2 separate regions of the Sus scrofa genome follow, and region 2 is linked to region 1. Evidence: chromatin contacts called from public HiChIP or PLAC-seq data. All regions are on one chromosome and are shown on one strand. The core of a region is the stretch at or near the end of the contact, and the rest is flanking DNA. Distances in the headings are between cores, read along the strand shown.

Region 1 (4,953 bases), core at 946-3,445:
CCAGCTATTCCCTGTGGTCAGTGGAGGGTCAAGGGAGACGGAAGGGAGCTGAAAGTAGAGGACCCACAGCTCTACTCCCATCTTTTGTGTGTGTGTGTGTGTGTGTGTGTGTGTGTGTGTGTCTTTTTAGGGCTGCACCTGCAGCATATGGAGGTTCCCAGGCTAGGGGTCAAATCAGAGCTACAGCTGCTGGTCTACACCACAGCTACAGCAATATGGGATCTGAGCCATGTCTGTGACCTACACCACAGGTCATGGCAACGCTGGATCCTTAACCCACTGAGCGAGGCCAGGGATTGAACCCGCAACCTCATGGTTCCTAGTCAGATTCATTTCCGCTGTCCCATGATGGAAACTCCTCTACTCCCATCTTTAAAAACAGGTTAGGGGCAGGGTCAATGTTATGGCACCCCCTCCATGGTGCAAAGCCGCCCCCTCCTCCTCCACCTGTCTCCTTTCTTTAGAAAGTGAGACTTCCCCCTTTTTTTTCTTTTCCTTTTTAAGCCCTTACTGGTGGCATATGGAGGTTTCCAGGCGAGGGATCAAATCAGAGCTGTAACTGCCAGCCTACACCACAGCCACAGCAACAATGGATCCGAGCCACATCTGTGACCTACACCACTTGCTCGCAGCAACGCCGGATGCCTGACCCAATGTGTGAGGCCAGGGATCAAACCCTCATCCTCCTGGGTACGTATTCATTTCCACTGCATCACAAGGGGAACTCTGAAAGTGAGATTTCTGAATTATATAGTGGGGTAGTTTCAGGGTATCCTGGTCAGAGCAGCCCACACCCAGGCAGCCTGGGAGGGCACAGGACACAAACGGATTTCAGGTTTGCAGTTAATGGGGTTATAACCCCTCCTCAAGCAAAGTTTCCCCATGGCCCCCAATTTATAGCCCAGCTCTCAGCAGGGCCTGTGGAGAGGTCCCAGGGGATTTATTCTATGCTCCTCAGAGCCCACCAGTTCAGGATGGGGCCTGCTCCTGAGGCAGGAGGCTGGCTGGCCCTCTGGCTGCTGGGTCCCCACTTGGGGCTTGGAAGGTTCAGTGCCACAGACTGGTGGTCACATCCCTCACCTTCTCCAGGGTCTCAATCCGTTGCTTCAGGAGCCGGTTCTCTGTGCGAAGCCTCTATTGGGAGGAGAGGGGAGAGCACATCAGAGTCCGCTTCCGGCTCCTGTGCACACGGGGATCTGTCCCCTCAGGGCCAGGCAGCCTCCAGGCCAGACAGCGCCAGAATCTAACATCTGGGTCAGTGATTCCAGAAAACGGTCAGGCCAATTCCTGTTCAGGCACACCATAGATCCTTAACCCACTGAGCCTGGCTGGGGATCAAACCCGTGCTGCCACAAAGACAACACCGGATCCTTAACCTGCTGTGCCACAGTGGAAACTCACACACACACACACACACACACACACACACACACACACAGGTTTTATATATATATATAAAACAGACCTCGGTTCAATAAAAATAACATGATCATTTTCATGGATATACACTGCGTGTGTACAGGGGGTGGTCCGTCAGCACTCATGCCTGCCCCCCAACCCCCCCACCCCGTTTCTATCCCACGCTTGGGCCTGTCAAGAACCAACATGATACCTCGGATGGGGCAAAGGGCTCCGTGTTTGGGGGGCAGCTGCTAGAAGGTGGTCCCTGCCCTTCACTGCTTGGCTTTGAGCCCCAGGGTCACATTCTCAGAGGATAAACTCCTCTCAGAGTTTGGGTCCGGGGAAGGGGTTGTGCTGAACACACTTGCTTCCCTCAGCTCCACGACTACATTTCCACAACCCACTGAGAGCCAGGTTGTCCCCAGCAGTTGTCGTTTCCCCCCCCCCACCAGCCATGCTGGAGTTCTGGAGATGGGCTCCCTTGCTTCCATCTTCCATCCTGCCCTGGGTGTTTTGGGTTGGATATTTGTGGTTTTAGGTTCCCCCACAGCCTTTTGGGAAGCAGGGGTTTACACATGCCTTGCATGTAGTTTCTACATATGGACCCCGTAAACAATAGGTGCAGAAATAGTTTCGATCAGCAGATTGGTGAGGGTTCTGCTTCCCTGAGGATCACACAGAACACTGCCTGGTTTCTTCCAGGGAGAAGAAGGTGCTAGAAACACCCAGGACACTCCCAGGAAGTACAGTGGTCAGAGAATCAGAGACTTGATTGATGGTCACTGACTCATGTCACGGGAGGGGAAACAGTGGGAGGCAGGCAGTATCTTGCCTGAGCCTCCCAGCTCACCAGGGTCAGAGCTGTTTCAGGCATGGGTCTCTGTCCCTCTTAGGGATCCAGAACTGGAGTCCTGACCCCTGACTCCTGGCTTGCCCTGCCCCTTTTCTGGCCTCAATGCATTGACACATGAGCTCAGCCATCCTTGGAGGAGATGGATGTGCTGACCAACAACTGGCCTCTCTCCTCTTCCTCCAAACCAGAGAATGAACAAGGACTACGAGGGTGGGGGTGGGGGGTGGGGCTATATACTAATTGCACTATTTAAAAACATGGTTTTTTTTTGTCTTTTTAGGGCCACACCCATGGCATGTGGAAGTTCCCGGGCTAGGGGTCAAATCGGAGCAGCAGCTGCCAGCCTACGCCACAGCCACAGCAATGAAGGATCTGAGCCTCATCTCTGACCTACGTCCCAGCTTACAGCAACCATGGGTCCTTAACTCACTAAGTGAGGCCAAGGATCAAACCCACATCCTCATGGATCTCAGTTGAGTTCTTAACTGAGCCACAATAGGAACTCCTCTTTTCTTTATTCTTGATGCATTGACATCCCGTGGGCTTGCTAATCCTAGAGAGACTGCCCCTCCGAGGACTAGCTAATTCCTAGGGATAGTAAGCAACTGCTTGCGAGCTTGCCTTCCACGTGCAAACCTGCCAATCCAGAACCCACACCCCCATCTACCTCCCTTATCCAGCTCTTACACACCAAGCCAATATTTCCACCCCCACCTCAATTGTCCCAGGACAACTACGGAACATTCCTATAGCCCAGAGCCCCTGAAATTATTCAAATTAGCCAATCCTCAATTTGCTCAAACTTGTCTACCCTGCCTCATCCACCTCTTCCTGTGGAAACCACAAGGGCTCTGGCCCATGCTCTCTCTTTGCTCTTTCTGCCCCCTGACACCCCCCTGGTGCTTCTCCGTGTGGCCCTGAGCCCTCCTCTTGGGAAGTGTGAGTAATAAACTCTTATTTTAGAGGCAGTTGTCTCTGTGTCCCTCACCTTATCATACCTGACTAAAACAAATCCTGGGTACATTTTAAAGCAGGTGAAAGGGAAAGGGGCAGGGTCAAGGGCAAAGGCAGCTGCCTTGCCCTTGGAGCCCTCAGGTGCCTCTGGTGAGAAATTTCCAGGCTAGGCATGTGCTCTAAGGTCTGCTGCGTCCCTGCCCACTGCTGAGCCCTCATGGTCACCATGTGACAGCAGGCCCTTGACTGTGCATGAGCAAGACACACATATGTGTTTAGACTGGTGCATCAGTAAAGCTGTCATTCCTGAGAAAGGGAGATGTTTAAACATTCAGGACACAAAAACTATTTCTCAAAAACCTGCAAACAGGGCCAGGTCACAGATACCCTCTCTTCCCACTCAGGTATGGGCAGCAGGTGACCTGGATTCAAATGTAGGTTGTGGCTCTGCCTTTCTAGAGGAGATAGGGATGATGATGGTGGTGGTGGTTAATAATAATAACAGTTTGAAGGGAGAGCAAGTATCATCCCCGTTTTGTAGAAGTGGACACTGAGGCTCAGAGGGGTGAATCCACCCTCCTAGTGGGTCAGACAGCCAGTCCGGAGAGAGCTGGGATTTGAACTCTGGTGCATGGGACTCCAGTCCCAGAACCTGTGGGACTCTGCCCTTGAAGAGGACACAACCAGGCTGTGCTGGGGTTTGTGTTTGTGTCTGTCCGCTCACCCCCACCGGGACCAGGGGACCTCAGTCTCTGCCGGGACTCTGGCACACAGCAGGTGCTCGGTAAATGCATGTTGAGTGAATAATCAAAATCACATCTGGAGGAATGAAAGCAGAGGGAACGAGATGAGGGAAGTCTGGAATCAAAGGCTTTGTACGCTCCAGAAACCCTTTATGAGAAATATACATTTGGTCTTTGTGCCTGTTTGTCCTGGCATCGATCTCCTAAAACCCTGCAAACTGCTTAGGGGAATAAAGTGCCTTTTTATTTTAGGGCCACACCTGCAGCATATGTCAGTTCCCAGGCTAGGGGTTGAATTGGAGCTGTAGCTGTTAGCCTATGCCACAGCCACAGCAATGCCAGATCTGAAACACACCTGCGACCTACGCCACAACTCACAGCAACATGGGATCCTTAACCCACTGAGCGAGGCCAGGGAATGAACCCACATCCTCATGGATACTAGTTAGGTTTGTTAACTGCTGAGCCATGACGGGAACTCCTCAAGTGTCTTTTTTTATGTCTATGAGGTGACTTTTGGAAAAGGCCCAGGTCACCTAAGGATGGGGTTGGTCCAGGGATCTAATCACTTGATGAGAGGGCAGGTGGGTGGAACGACCACCCCTCAGAGCTAAGGAAAGTGTGGGGCATGGCCTGTGTTTAGCAGGGCTTCCCTCTAGCTGAGGGGGCTGCTGAGGGCATCCCATCCCCACCCCAAGCCCAATGGTTGACTCACTTTGATCTCGATCTGCTCCTCCATCTCCTTGCTCTTCATGGCTGCATATTCCTTCTCCAGCCTGCAGGTGGGAGGGGCAACATGCTCACTGTCCCACCCTGGGGGGCCCCCTTTCTGCCAGCACCCTGGCCACCCAGTACTGACCTCTTCATCTTCTTGGGGTTGTACTTGACCTGGTAAGCCTTGAGGATCAGCTTGTCTGGGCAGCTGTCAAACTGATGGGGGATCACCCTCTGGAAGTACTGTGAGGACACGGCTGGTCACGGACACATGGGCTCTGACAGCCT
Region 2 (4,597 bases), core at 149-2,648, 300 kb after region 1:
CTCCTGGCCCCGCAGGAGGAGGACGTCTTTGTCCGCTGTGTGTCTGTTCTGGGCAACCTGGCCGACCAGCTCTACTACCCCTGTGAGCACGTTGCTTGGGCTGCTGATGCCAAAATCCTCCACGTGGACTCTGCCCGGTGGTGGACACTGAGCACAACCTTCTGGGGCCTCTCCCTGCTCCTAGGGATTGCTAGGTAAGCAGTGTCGCCGCCCAGCCCTCCAGGAGCCTGGAAGGGAACCCCCGAGATCCCCCAGGGCTGTCAGACATGCTGGAGGCACATGTGTCTTTGTCTCTTCTGCTTTTTCCAATTCCTGTCACCATCCCATTGTATTTGTTCCCCTATTGCTGTTGAAACATTTCCACGGACTTAGTGGCTTTAAGCAACACACATTTGATCATCTTAACAGTTCTGGAGGTTGGAAGACCAAAATGGGTCTCACTAGGCTAAAATCAAGGTGTGGGCAGGGCTTGTGTTCCTTCTAGAGGCTCCAGAGAGAAGCACCGGGCTTTTTCAGCTTCTAGGGACTGCCTGCCTTCCTTGCTGCCTGGTCCCCTCCCCTTATCTCTGAAGCACCTCACTCCAGCCTCTGCTTCTGCTGTCACATCTCCTTCTCTGACTCTGAGCCTCCTGCCTCCTTCTTTTTTTTTTTTTTTTTTTTTGTCTTTTTGCTATTTCTTTGGGCCACTCCTGCGGCATATGGAGGTTCCCAGGCTAGGGGTCGAATCGGAGCTGTAGCCACTAGCCTACGCCAGAGCCACAGCAACGCGGGATCCGAGCCGCGTCTGCGACCTACACCACAGCTCACGGCAAAGCCGGATCGTTAACCCACTGAGCAAGGGCAGGGACCGAACCCGAAACCTCATGGTTCCTAGTCGGATTCGTTAACCACTGCGCCACGACGGGAACTCCTCCTGCCTCCTTCTTATGAGGGTCCTTGTGATGACACTGAGCCCACCCAGATAACCTCCCATCTCCAGACCTTAACAATTTGGAAAGTCTTTTTTTTTTTTTTTTTTTTTTTTTTTTTTTTGCCATGTAAGGGAATTCACATCATAATCGTGGAGATAGGATGTGGACATTAAAAAAAAAAAAAAAAAGTTCCTGCTATGGCTCAGTGGTTAATGAACCTGACTAGTATCCATGAGGACTTGGGTTCAATGACTGGCCCTGTCAGTGGGTTAAGGATCAGGCATTGCTGTGAGCTGTGGTGTAGGTCGCAAACTCGGCTCTGATCTGGTATTGCTGTGCCTGTAGTGTAGGCTGGCAGCTGCAGCTCTGATTCAGCCCCTACCCCGGGAACTTCCTTATGCTGAGGGTATGACCCTAAAAAAAAAAAAAAAAAAAAAAGTGGACATCTTTGTGGGGCCATGATTGTGCCGGTCAAACCCAGGAAATAACTCTGGAGCCTGAACGGAAGTAGCTGGTGTGGCTGCCTTTACCCCAGTCCCTAAGTTCTGCTTGCACTGTCATCAGCAAACATCCTCGGATAAAACAGCCAGGAGTCTCCAGACTGGCCCCGGCTTCCAAAAACTGTAAGGTTTCTAGAATTTAAAAAAATAATGGTTTCCTCCCATTTTCTCCTCTGCAAACTTGCTGAGTTCAGAGTCTCCTGTCCCAGAAAGCAAGGGCAAAGCAGGGCCCCTCCAGTGCCCGTGTTTCATGGCAGCAAAGGTCTCTCAGCTCCTCGAAGGGAGGTGAGGCCACCCCTGACCTCCGGGTGTGGCGGGGCAGCGCTCCTGTCTGCTGTCACTTGTCCCTTGGCATACACTGACCTCCAGTAGCCCTTGTCTCCCCCATGCCCCCAATTATTTGTTTATCGGAGATGGCCTGGAAAATGACCAAACCCCAGGGTGGAAGATTCTGATTGCCCGCAGTCCCACCCAGAGACCCCCACTCTTTATACTCTGGTGATTCTTCCCAGCCTTTGATTTTTGATGCTCCGCCGACACATTTCTTGTTTCTGCTCTCCTGTTTCACAGACGTGGCTCCTGCCTGTTGTGAGCTCCCCTCTCCATGCCTGTCTGTGGAGTGAGGCCTGTGGCTCTTGGCATCGTCCTTCTCTGTGAGGTCCAGAGCCGGGGCTGGATGCGCTGAGGCCAGACCTCCTGGGGGCCACAGCTCATGGCCTCTCCTTAGGGTGCCTTGTGACTTCCTGTTCCTGCTTCAGGGGCATTCTTGGTTCCATTAATTAATTAATTATTTTTGGCTGTGCCCGCGGCATGCAGGAGTTCTGGGGCTAGACATCAAACCTGCGCCAGAGCAGTACCCTGAGCCACGGTAGTGACAACACTGAATCCTTAACCCACTGAGCCACTGGGGAACTGCCTCTGTTAAATTTTTTTGATAGAGACTTTATTTTTTTAGAGCAGTTTTAGATTCACAGCAAAATTGAGCCGGAAGTAAAGCGGGTGTCCACATATCGCCTGTACACGCACAGCTTCCCCCACCGTCAACGTGGCACCAGATCAATTTGTTACAGGCCAGTCAATGAACTGACACTGACACTATTATCACCCCAAGTCCATAGTTAACCTTAGGGTTCACTCTTTGTGTTGCATGTTTTATGAATTTGGACAAATGAATGATGACATGATTCACCACTGCGGCATCACACAGAGTATTTTCACCACCTTCAAAAGCGTATTTTTAGGATGAATATGTCCTACCTATTATTCCATTTATTTTTCGAGCATCTAGAAAAGACAGCCTTTCTCAGTATTTGGCATGAGCAGGGGCGTGGGGGTCGGGGAGCATTTGGTGTGTGCTCGTCATGACCAGGTATCCCTAAGACCCCAGGGTGCCAGAGAGTCACCTGGGAGGCCTTTGAAATATAGGTGCCCGGCACTCAGCGGTTCTGATTCTTTGGGTCCAGGGAATCCCGGGAATCATCATTTTGCCCGAGTCCCCAGGTGGTTCTGATACAGATCCACTGTCCTATATACCCTCAGGGGACATGTCACCCAGTGGGGGGGCACACAGTGGCCAGGGAGGTGGACCCCAGTCAGGAAGTCTGACCCAGGCCAGCACACCCAGGCTGCAGGGCGCAAGGGCCAGGCACAGCAGCCGGGGTGGACAGACACCATGCGGGCCCCCCAGAAACCCCAGGGAACACTAGGGTATGCCCGTCTGGTGGCCACCACCTCAGGCTGCAGTCACCAGCTCTCACACAGAGAAGGTCATTTAGCCTCACCTTAGACAGGTTCAGCCAGTGTCAGGGGTGCACGTGTGGGAGGGGAAGCAGCTTTCTCAGGCCAGTCCAGGTGGGGGCCTGCCTCAGTGTCCTTATCTGTAGAGGAGTGGCCTGTGGGATGGGCCATAAACACTGCATGTGGCCCAGTATTTCTTTGAGCTGTGGTTCTGGGCCAGTGGTTTGCAGAGGCTGGGCTGGAGCCTGGCTGGCTGGAAGCACTGGATATACCTGGGCAGATGGGGGAGGAGAGGTCTGCATTCAGAACAAGTCCCCAGCAGCCCGGGGCTCCAGGAGGGTGCGGGATGGTTGGAACCACCTGTTCAGCAAAGTTTATAGGGAACCTGAGGCCCAGTGGCAGGCGGGGAGCCCCCCTGGGCTTGAGCCCCCAGCCTGCTCTTCCCACCCCATCCTCTGCGGTGTTGCAGGTCCCTGTGGATGGTCCTGAAGCTGAGACGGAGGCTGAGGAGCCCCCAGGTAGCCTCCCTAAGGTATGATGTCCAGGGTTTTGCCCCAGTTTTAGAAAGGCCGACTTCCTGCAGGCTGGGGTCCCCCGTGGGTTTTCCAGCCAGGGAGTGTCCAGAGTCACCAGTGGTCAACCCTGCCCTGTGCAGGCCCTGTGCTGGGGTGTGATGTGGGCAAGATTGAGGGGCCTCAGGGCAACCTTGGGTGGATGATAGCACCTTTACAGATGGGGCACCCAAGGCCAGCTGGAGGCCTCACAGACAGGAAATGCAGAGCCACGACTCGAGGGTTGAGCCTTCGCGGCCGGATCCCCATCAGGGAGGATGAGCAGAGGTAGAGTCTGTCTTGAGGACCAAGGTTGGTCCTGTCTCATCCTGGGAAAGAACACGGGCTAGGGCGGCAATGGGTGTAGGCCCTGGAGCTGCCTGCCTCCAGAAGGTCGGGGGGCGGGGGTGGAGGTGGGTTAGGGGGGTTGGATCCGAGGCTCAGGCTGTGGGCCCTCTTCCTCCCAAGCACTCATTGCCCTACACGAGTGCCATCTCTCCTCCCACAGCTGGTGGCCCCGGGGCAAGCAGAGGGCCGTGGAGGCCCAGATCCGGTCGGAGGTGCTGACCCTGCTGAGCAACTTGGCTGACCTAGCCAACGCAGTGCACTGGCTACCCCCGGGCATCCTGTGGTCTGGCTGCTTGCCCCCGTGGGTGGTGGGCCTCCTGGGTACCATCTCCTCCCTCCTCAGCGTGTACCAGGCAGTCCAGGCCGGTGGCCAGGCCAACGCTGACCCCTGATGGGACCCAGGTGCCCATGGACTCGGCTGGAAGCCCAATGAGGGTCCCTTCCCAAGGGCAACGATGGCCCGGGTGGGAGCTGGGTCTTTCATGGAGCAAATCAAGGCCAGGTGCACCTGTGGCCCCCCAGGACCAGCGTCCTCTGGGTAGGCTTCTCT

The links. HiChIP or PLAC-seq counts read pairs in DNA pulled down with a chosen protein or histone mark.
Region 2: an H3K27ac HiChIP or PLAC-seq map of alveolar macrophages shows a contact between it and region 1. The contact joins two enhancer-like sites. A contact is called at or near these places in 1 of 47 Hi-C or Micro-C datasets (embryonic fibroblasts) and 1 of 2 datasets of contacts at active chromatin or transcription factors (alveolar macrophages).

The regions. Positions count from the first base shown.
Region 1 is chr2:71,341,961-71,346,913 of Sscrofa11.1, forward strand. EVI5L (EVI5-like protein) reads right to left here. Exons shown (of 19, transcript XM_013994706.2): 9 at 4,811-4,908; 10 at 4,667-4,727; 11 at 1,081-1,134. Among named protein-coding and RNA genes, the nearest start is that of PRR36, 21 kb to the left of the region's middle. Within about 2 kb of position 2,196, at least 2 of the 83 cell types and tissues checked have an H3K27ac peak or open chromatin away from gene starts, as enhancers often do. A contact at or near this core is called in alveolar macrophages, where this site is marked.
Region 2 is chr2:71,644,678-71,649,274 of Sscrofa11.1, forward strand. PEX11G (peroxisomal membrane protein 11C) reads left to right here. Exons shown (of 5, transcript XM_021083936.1): 3 at 16-194; 4 at 3,618-3,680; 5 at 4,208-4,597. The coding sequence ends at 4,439. Among named protein-coding and RNA genes, the nearest start is that of PEX11G, 7.7 kb to the left of the region's middle. Within about 2 kb of position 1,399, at least 3 of the 83 cell types and tissues checked have an H3K27ac peak or open chromatin away from gene starts, as enhancers often do. A contact at or near this core is called in alveolar macrophages, where this site is marked.